Linked DNA regions of Sus scrofa: region 2 is linked to region 1. Evidence: chromatin contacts called from public Hi-C data. All regions are on one chromosome and are shown on one strand. Each heading gives the region's core, a stretch centred on a gene start, on an enhancer-like site or on the middle of the called end of the contact. The rest is flanking DNA. Distances are from core to core; before and after follow the strand shown.

The links. A called contact is a pair of places that touch in the nucleus more often than the background predicts.
Region 2: a contact with region 1 is called in a Hi-C map of skeletal muscle, with 2.1 times the contacts expected there. The contact joins the enhancer-like site here to the promoter of CSRNP3 in region 1. A contact is called at or near these places in 3 of 47 Hi-C or Micro-C datasets (embryonic fibroblasts, heart right ventricle and skeletal muscle) and 1 of 2 datasets of contacts at active chromatin or transcription factors (skeletal muscle).

Annotation. Positions count from the first base shown.
Region 1 is chr15:72,038,319-72,042,986 of Sscrofa11.1, reverse strand. CSRNP3 (cysteine/serine-rich nuclear protein 3) reads right to left here and starts at 2,133. Exons shown (of 9, transcript XM_005671893.3): 1 at 1,998-2,133.
Region 2 is chr15:72,190,391-72,195,058 of Sscrofa11.1, reverse strand. The region is part of intron 6 of CSRNP3 (cysteine/serine-rich nuclear protein 3); the gene reads right to left. Among named protein-coding and RNA genes, the nearest start is that of GALNT3, 150 kb to the left of the region's middle. Within about 2 kb of position 1,863, at least 13 of the 83 cell types and tissues checked have an H3K27ac peak or open chromatin away from gene starts, as enhancers often do. A contact at or near this core is called in skeletal muscle, where this site is marked.

The sequences.
Region 1 (4,668 bases), core at 884-3,383:
AGCTTGAGCACTTGAGAGGGACATTATTTTATGATCAATAAAAACAAGTAACTGTTTTCACTTTCTCTTTTCCCAAACATTCCACATCTTAATTACCCAACATGCATGGGAAATCCAGTGATTTAGACTGGACTGGTTTCAAAGCAATTTAAGGTTTATCTTTAACATTCGTAAAACTTAGAAGTGTATTTTTAACACTTAAATATGTTGAGCAAAGCACAGTGACTGGCAAATAGTAAGTGTTTAATAAATGTGGAAAGGTATAATCCACAGCAAGAGAGGAAGTGGAGTCGAGAGAATATGTGGAGCATAAAGAAGAAAACAAAAAGAGAGTGAGGGAAAGAACATGTGCAAATCATAAAAAAAATGATAAATTGATCTTGTCTTGGTGTTGGCTATCCTTTAGAATTACACAGAATGAGAATTTCAAACTCTATGAGCACTGCCAACTTTTGGAACAAGAAGGTAACATATAGATTCTAGAAATAAACTAGTAACAGCCTTGTGAATTAGACCTGAAACTACTATCTCCTTTGGTATTTCATCTCGCTAATGATTCTCTGTCCAGAATATTCTGAGAAGAATAAAAGCAGAGGAAAGCAAAAGAGAGCCAAACTCCTTAATAGGAAACAATTTGGCAGGTGATAGCGAGAGAGAGCCCAACTAACAGAGAAATATGCAATGCATCCCTAAGATCCCTGCTGATTTTTTGGTTAGGCAGCAGAGCCAAGAAGTTGAAAGGATGCTTGCATTTACGACTGGTGAAGACTACAGAGAAAGCCTTTTCTAAAGTGTGACTTGGCTTTCCCCCAAACATTACATTACCCTTGAATGGAAAATTGATCGGATGACATATGGTGATAACATCTGCCACCCATGGATAAAGCCGTAGTGCCATGTGGGTGGTAATGGAAGCTGTAATAGCGAGGGTGGAGAATTTAATGACAGTATGTAACACTGAGGAAAGTAACAGCAATCTGAAAGGAAGGAACAATCGCTGTAAATCTTAGTGATGGGTACTACAGGACTATACATCCTGTTCTCTGTAGTCATCTGAGAGGGAACGATGGAAATGAAAGATGCTTTGTCATTTTATTTCCTCTTAGTTGATCTCAGCCATAACCCCTGGGGAGGAATTTCTCCCAGATAGTGCTGTGGGTAGGCACTCTTTCCTTATCAGTACACAGATATTTATTACAAATCTGGCATGATCATGGCAAAAAATCACAGCAATTCAGGGCTATTTATACAAAAGACAAAAATGAAGGTCAATACATTACTTCCAAAGGTTTCTTTAAAAATATTATTTAAATACGAATTTCCAGGAAGCAAACAAAGCAAGTAACAAAATAATGTTTCATAAATGAAATATTTAAGTTCATTTCTTTTGCCCTTCTCACACAGGAACAAAAGAGTGCTTACAGTTGCGCACTGCAAACAGAAGAGTTTTATTTGCAAAATAGCAAAAAGAACAAGAAAAATCTTGCCCTGGTTGCATGGTAATGTGAGGTATGGCCAAATATCCCATGGAATTCACATATTTGACATTGGTAGCAGGTGTTCTGAGAGACTGGAACATAAAACATTTTCAGGTGAATTTTGTTTCTCAAAATGGTCTTAAAATCCTAATACTGTTTTTTAAAGTGTCCTTGATTAGTTCAAAGGTAGTTCTATGTTTCCTTAAATTTTAAAGAATAATTTTTGGTTTTCCTCTTTCCTAAAATAAGAGAAAGCAGCAGCTGGTTCACCGTGCTTTTCTGACAGTTGACTCTAAACTGACTCAGGGCAACCCATAGAGGGGGAATGTAATGCCAAGACCACTTTTTTCCATCCAGTTTAAATTTTTCATCCAGTTTAAACCAGACCAGTTGAAATCACTGCATTTCCTAACCCCTCATTCACACAGAATTCTGAAGTGTTCTCACCCTCCCGGATTTTCTCCCCGACTCCATTTGCAGGAACGAAAAAGAGATGGGGATTTTACGTTCTGATCTTACCAAGGAGGATGCTGTAACACTGAGCCAGGAGGGAAGGCGGCAGGGCACAACCATTAAAAAACAATGACACAGCCTTGGAGAAAAATACGACAGGACAGAACGCGCTCAGAACTGACCAGGCTCAAGATGGCGAAGATCTGACTTCCCAGTAGACGCTGAGCGTCCTTACGCACTCATTGGAATACATTAGCATACTGACCGACACACCCCCCAGCGCCAGGACGCTTCCGAGGCTGACCTGAAAAGCGCAAAAAGTCGACATTGGCCCAATTCCTGGAAACCCACACCCCTTCTCCAAAATACTTAGAATACTCCACTTACTCCTTAGGTAAGAAATTATCCAGCCCATAAAAGAACTAAGCACCGCACATTTCCAGCCACGTTAGCCTTCTGAGTCGGACCACATTCTGCCTTGGAATGTGTGTCTCTCTAAAGAAACTTGCTTTCACTTTACTGTGACCCACTCTTGAATTCTTTCCTGGGCTAAGCCAAGGACCCTCACTTTGCCACCCAGCCCAGGAACTCACTCAAGACCTGCAACATGACCATCCTCTCCAGCCTTCTTCTCCTGCAACATGATTAATGTTATTGTTGGTATTGTTATTGTTATTATTTTCTGACAAAGATCAGTTTGCAATTGTGAATGTATTTAAAGCAAAGGAATAAGCTTATAAAGGATAAAAACGAATAGGTAGGGTAGGTTTTTATGACTTTTCTCAACCAAGTGTTCGAAGCAAATAGCACTTGATCATTCAGAGACATGTGTAATTAACTTTAAAATGTCTGGGTATTCTAACTTTGTTTTGTAGATTTCAGGAAAATCCTTTTGGATTAAGACCCATACACTCTTGGGAGTTCCCGTTGTGGCTCAGCAGTTAATGAACCCGACTAGCATCCGCAAGGCCATGGGTTCGATCCCTGGCCTCACTCAATGGGTTAAGGATCTGGCATTGCCGTGCAGATGTGGCTTGGATCCTGCTGTTGCTGTGGCTCTGGCATAAGCCAGCAGCTACAGCTCTGATTGGACGCCTAGTCTGGGAATCTCCATATGGCACTGGTGCGGCCCTAAAAAGACCTGTACACTCTCTTTAAAAGGAATAATAGAAGTTAAAATGTGTAAAGGTCTCTCAGATAAAGGAACTAGATATACCAGGGAAATTGCAGAGAAAATAGGAATAAAGGTTAACTACTGCCTAGTTGTGAAGATAAAAACACAACTTAGAATTATGGCAACTGGGTATCAATAAGCAAAGTCCTAGGTCATTATCAGTCTCACGGGCTTTCACCTGACATGGATTCCAGATTAACCACTTGGTCAGACTGTGCTGACTTTTGCCATAGTTCTCTGATTCGAAACACTACACAAAGAGACCTTTATCCTTTCTTTAACTTTTAGGCCTTTCCTTAAGGTTATCCAACAACTATGCATGTTGAATATGGGCATTTTAGGAGATCCTTAGTTCTAGATTCCTTCCTTTTACCATTCTCTTCATTTCCAATAGGAAGGTCCTGATACAATAAATCTGCCTATGTTGTTTAAGAGACAACACTCCTCATTCTTCTTTATTAATGTTTCTATCTATGTACCTTCTTCCAACCAAAACAGGATCTTGGATTGGAAATTCTGAGAGTTCCTCTGGAAAACTTGACTTAAAATATCTTTTTTCTTCAGCCTGCCAAGGCACACATTTTATGAGCTTCCTAGATAATTGGGCCTGAGAAGTAACTTTTTTTGGCAAAGAGTAAATTGGTCTCAGGCCAATACTGGGTCTCTAGGAAAGATTGCTTAAAAAGGAAATTCCAAGAGAGTTATAATGTGGGAGTGGCCAGTGACCAAATAGGCATGTTTCCCTTTTAAATGCCATTACTAGCATAGACAAATATGTATTTTTCTACAGATGAAAATATTGTTATGTCATGGCTTATTCCTGTTTTAAGGCTACAGGCTCAAATTATGGAGGGAGGGAAAAACTCCATTTTCATGAGATGTTGCCCAATGTATTCCATCCTCTACTTTAAATTCTGATGTGTGAAACAAACATTCATAGCCAGATAGCTCCCTAGTTACCACGCAGGTGCAGCTGCTGAACATAGCAGGATTGCAGTTAGTTTTGACACCAGCCATTTGTGCTTGAAGAAATGTCTGATTTTTTTGCTACCCTCAGATGGTTTCACACTCCTGTAGCAAGCAGGGGCTTTTATTATAACACTCATTTTGGGTCAAACTACATCCATTTTTGGGAACCCACCAACACAAATGTTAATGATATACAGATCTGGCCTTTCCTAAGATGGCATTGCATCAGCCAAACTTTATTTCTTGGGGAGGTTGCTAAGACAATTCATAACTCTTGCCAAATTTCATTAATGTGCTGAGTAGACCCGACTTTATCATATGGGTGTTTGTCAGGAGCCAAATCTCTGTACATACATATTGATCATCTCCTTTTTGTGTGTTTTTACTGACTACTAATTTCCATTAAAATAGAAAGTTTGGGGAGTCTCAACAATGTGTATTCCCTTTCAGCAATATCCATCACAATATTTTTATGTAATTTCTCACAGGGAAGTCAAATAAAGCATCATTTTCAAGCAATAGTCTCATGATTTAGCGCTGACTCTGGTTCCTCTCTTGGCCTTGGGTCCTCTGCTGTTATAGGTCGTAAAATCT
Region 2 (4,668 bases), core at 614-3,113, 150 kb before region 1:
AGTAGGGAGTTCCCATTGTGTCTTAGTGGTAATGAATTCGACTAATATCCATGAGGATGTAGGTTCGATCCCTGGCCCTACTCAGTAGGTTAAGGATCTGGCATTGCTGTGAGTTCTGGTGTAGGGCTGCAGGTGCAGCTCCGACTTGACTCCTAGCCTGGGAACTTCCACATGCTGCAAGTGCAGCCCTAAAAAAAGAAAAAAATATATATGTAGCAAATTAGTATGATGGAATTTTGGAATGGGTGGGAAAATATCCACTGAGTCTAAGTTTTGCTAGAATTTAAATATACAAATAACATATAAATATACAAATAACACATATAACAAATATACAGATAACATAGGTATATGATTTATAGTCATATATCCATTTATGATAAGTATCTGGTTGATTTGCTAATTTGGTTCTAGTGAAGCCAAGTTTGTACATGGAAACAGTAATCACCTGTCCTGTCTTATGTATCATTGCCCTTAGATATGAGAGCTATATGGGAAAGATGAACTTGAATAAGGCAAACATATCAACATTACTAGGAAAACATCTCAAGACACATGTCTTATAGATGGAGTTGGAACAGTTTTCCTCATACATATATCTCTAAAAACACAGATCACCTGCTATGTTATTTACTCCTCCAAAGAATTCCTCAAGAATACACTCCTAATTTATGCACCCAATTATGCAGGCATAACTCACTGAATAAACATATATTAAACACCAATAACCCAGGCAATTTCTAAGTGGCTTCTGCATAAATTGCCAATTTGCTTACATATGAGTTTGTCACTGGTCACAGCTGGTAAGAACAGGAAAGTTCATTTGACCCAACGGAAGACATTTTTTTTCCTAATATTTATAGGGATACTATTAAAACTGTGTTATGTGTTTACACTGATTCAGGAAACTGAGTTACAACAAAAACCAGGTTTCTTTACTCTTTAGTCTGCTACTCCCATGCTGTGTTTGAATGTTTGGGAACAGAAGCTGGAGGGAGTCAAAGGGTTTTGCGGAATGAAAGCATGTGACTTGCAGCTCTCAGCGGAGCAATTTAGGAGGAAAGGAGAGAGTGAATACAGACTGAGTAAGGGCAGAGCCAGGGAGAGAGGCAAGGTTGCACATTTTGTCATGTGGTAATTACCTATGACTCTGAAACAGATTTTTCAAGTCTACAGAATCACGGAATCTGCAATCCTGATGCACTGGACCATGGCCACGGCATCGAGATGACTACTGTCATCTGACACAAAACCTAGACCAGCCTAGGCTACTCTCACCATTAGGTGAGATACTATCTGTAGACAAGATAGTATTTCCTCATATGTAAATAGTATAATAAATAAGATTAGGGATTCAAAATAGCTATTTGCCCCATGTGTACCAACATTCTATGTGGCCATGCTTCTATCTGTGTACAAATTACTCACTTGCTCTTTCTTACTTGCTCTCTTTCTTTATGCTTCAACAAACGCCAACCTCCTTATTAAAGCAGCCAATTATCCCAGACAGTAAAGTCTCAGATGTGCCTCTGAAAATGAGGGTAAAGGTTTTTGAAGACTTTGGAGTTTAGTTTCCATTTAAAATTCCTTATTTTCCTGGGAGGAAAACAGAGGCAGGCTTTTTGTCAACCTGGATGAATAAAACTGCCCTGTGTGATATGCAGATATATTTTTTATATACATGGAGAGAAAAGATTAAGAGTTTCTCTGGGTTCTGCCCACTCATCTCCACTATGATCACTGTCAGCTTTTCAAGCAGAAAGGAAGAGGATGACCTCACAAGCACCCCAGGGGCCCAGCCTGGCCTCACAGCTTTGGCAGTTCTCTCATCATTAGATCCGCTGCCGCAGGCTTCTCAGTGTGAACAGTAATTCACAGGGGAGAGCAATCAGCTCCCTCAGCAGAGAACATCCAGCCAGGAGCTCCAGCCTCAGTGCTGGGATGGCTCTGCTCAGGACTGCACTTGCCAAACCTACCAGCCTGCTGGGCCCAGAACAATTAGGCACTGTGAGCCCTCTGGGGGACACCAAGATGAACAACACATGATTTCTCCCTGCACAAGATAACAATATATAGGGAACACAGAAGCACCTAAAATAGCAAGGCAGTCCTCACCAGTTCTAGAATGGCTTTCCTCTACAGGTTATGTTAGCATATATTCCAGACACTGGAGTACAATTATTATCACTGAACAGGTAAGTTTCTTCATGATGTTGAGAGCAACACATGCTGCATGGTCTTTAACTTCTCAGCCTCTGGCACAGGCCCTGCACACTTCCTCTGAGTCTGAGTCTCTGCTTACATGCCCTTTTCCTGGAGAGGTCCATCCATTGCACTCCATTTCCCCCTTTATTTTTTGTCAGAGTTCACATTACTTCGTGATGTTACACATTTGTCTACTTGTTATCATTCTGATCGTCAGAATAAAAACTTTGTAAGAATGGGCTCTTGGAGTTCCCGTTGTGGCTTAGAGGAAACGAATCTGACTAGCATCCATGAGGACAGTCCTGGCCTTACTCAGTGGGTTAAGGATCTGGCATTGCTATGAGCTGTGGTGTAGGTCACAGACGTGGCTCGGATCTGGTGTTGCTGTGGCTGTGATGTAGGCAGGCAGCTACTGCTCCGATTCAACCCCTAGCCTGGGAACCTCCATATGCCACGGGTACAGCCCTAAAAATACCAAAAAAAAAAAAAAGAATGGGGCTCTTATCAATCTTTTTCACTATTGTATCTTTAGTGCCTAGAACACTGCAGAACAGGTGCTCAATATCTATTTTATACGTAACATTTCACAACAAATAAATACTTATATAATTAATGAATTGATTTAATACTGTAACAGATGTAGGAAATGCTCTGAAAACTCAATGCAGAAATTAATCTTGGCTATTGAAGGATCAGAAAAGGTTTCATGGAGCAGGGCCTTAAAAGTGTGGGTAGGATTTCAATGGTCCAGAACCCCAAGGTTGCCAGGGGCAGCACACATTCAGGGAGGGAGTCATGAAGAGTGGGTAGTTGCAGATGAAGTATTGTTTATACTTCAGTTACTAGTTAAATTTAGCAGATTTATTTATTGAGAACCTACTATATGCCAGGCACCAGTCTCATTTCTGAGAAAACGAACAAAGGAATTAGACACAAGCCCTAGTATTCAACATGTAATAGGAGAATAGACCAATTTGGTTTTAAACTCAAATCTGGTGATCAGGAGACTGGATTTTATTCTCTTCTCAGGGGGGAGTCTTGGAAAGCTTGTGAGCTAGGGGAACACAGTTATTATGTAGAAAACAAAGAGAGGCATTAGAATGTTGAATAAAGCAAGACTAACAGAAGCTTCAATTCTCAGAAGAGATTTCTTTCTTTCCGTAATTATAAAGTAAATATTTCCAGGCAGGGTCATAAGGAATATTTTTAAAATAACAAGATCAAAATATTATCAATGCCACAATCTGAGGCTTCATAATAGATGATTACATTCTTTCTTAAAAAAGAAACTCAAAACTTGCTGACTCTGGGAGGTTAATGATCTATATTCCAACATAGTTACAGAAGATTTAAGTGATAGAAAGAAACAATAAAGACAGTTTTGGCTGCCTTCCTTTTAACATTATTATTGCATTATCAGTCTTTTGGAGTGGGGCATTCCCAGGTTTAAATCACTTGAAATGGTATTATCAGATAACAATAGAGAAGGCTTTCAGAGAAAGACACAAGCTTAACCACACTGTCAACATCTAGTTCACTCAGGTGGTCCTTTTGTAACATTTAAGGTGACAGAAACATTTGCATTAAGTATGACGTGAAAAGAATGGTCAAATATTAGAGTATCAAAAAAGGAAAGGAAAATAACATTTTTCACATGTTTACCACAGTGCTCAGTGTTTCTTTCAGGTTTTATCTCATTAATTCTTGGCACAGCCCTACAAGTGAGATAAAGGGCTTCTACTCTGCAGATAGGAAATGGAAATTGACAGCTGCTAAGTCGCTTAGTCCATGCCGTTCAACTAGACTCAGTGCAAATTCTGATAAACACAGTAGCAAAATAAAAATGTGGGTGCATCGTGGGACACGCCAAAATTATATTTAATGGATTTATCCCATGAGGATATATTCACTTAATTCAAGGTTTTTTTTTTTTTTATGAATCACAATGAAGTATTCTGCTGGAGAATTTATTAGAACACAAATGGTTTAGATTTATTGATTTTTAGCTTTAGATTTAAAAAATGTAAATGTGAGACTCTAAATATCCCAATGCAGGGAGAGACTGTTGAAGAAAGAGAAAACAGCATTTGGTTTTTCTTATTTCACTTTTTTTTTTTCTTAATAGGATGATGGACTTCTTACACTGATAAGAAAATAAGAACATTTTCTCATTAAATTCAGAATTAGTACATGGGCAGTATCCTAAGCAAAATGCTTAATGGTTTTCTATTCTGGTTAGCGTGAAGATGGTCACAGTTCATTACTGTTTCTAGGTCTGGCCACACAGCACATAAACTGTGAAAATACTCCAAACAAGTCTTGAGTCAAATGCTTTAAATGCCAATAGTATTTGACCCATCACTTTGAAATAGGTTCATACATATTTTATTAAAAAGGTCAAAACAATCTTTTCTGTAAAGGGCCAGATAGTAACATTTTGGTTTTGGGGGCCATTCCGTCTCC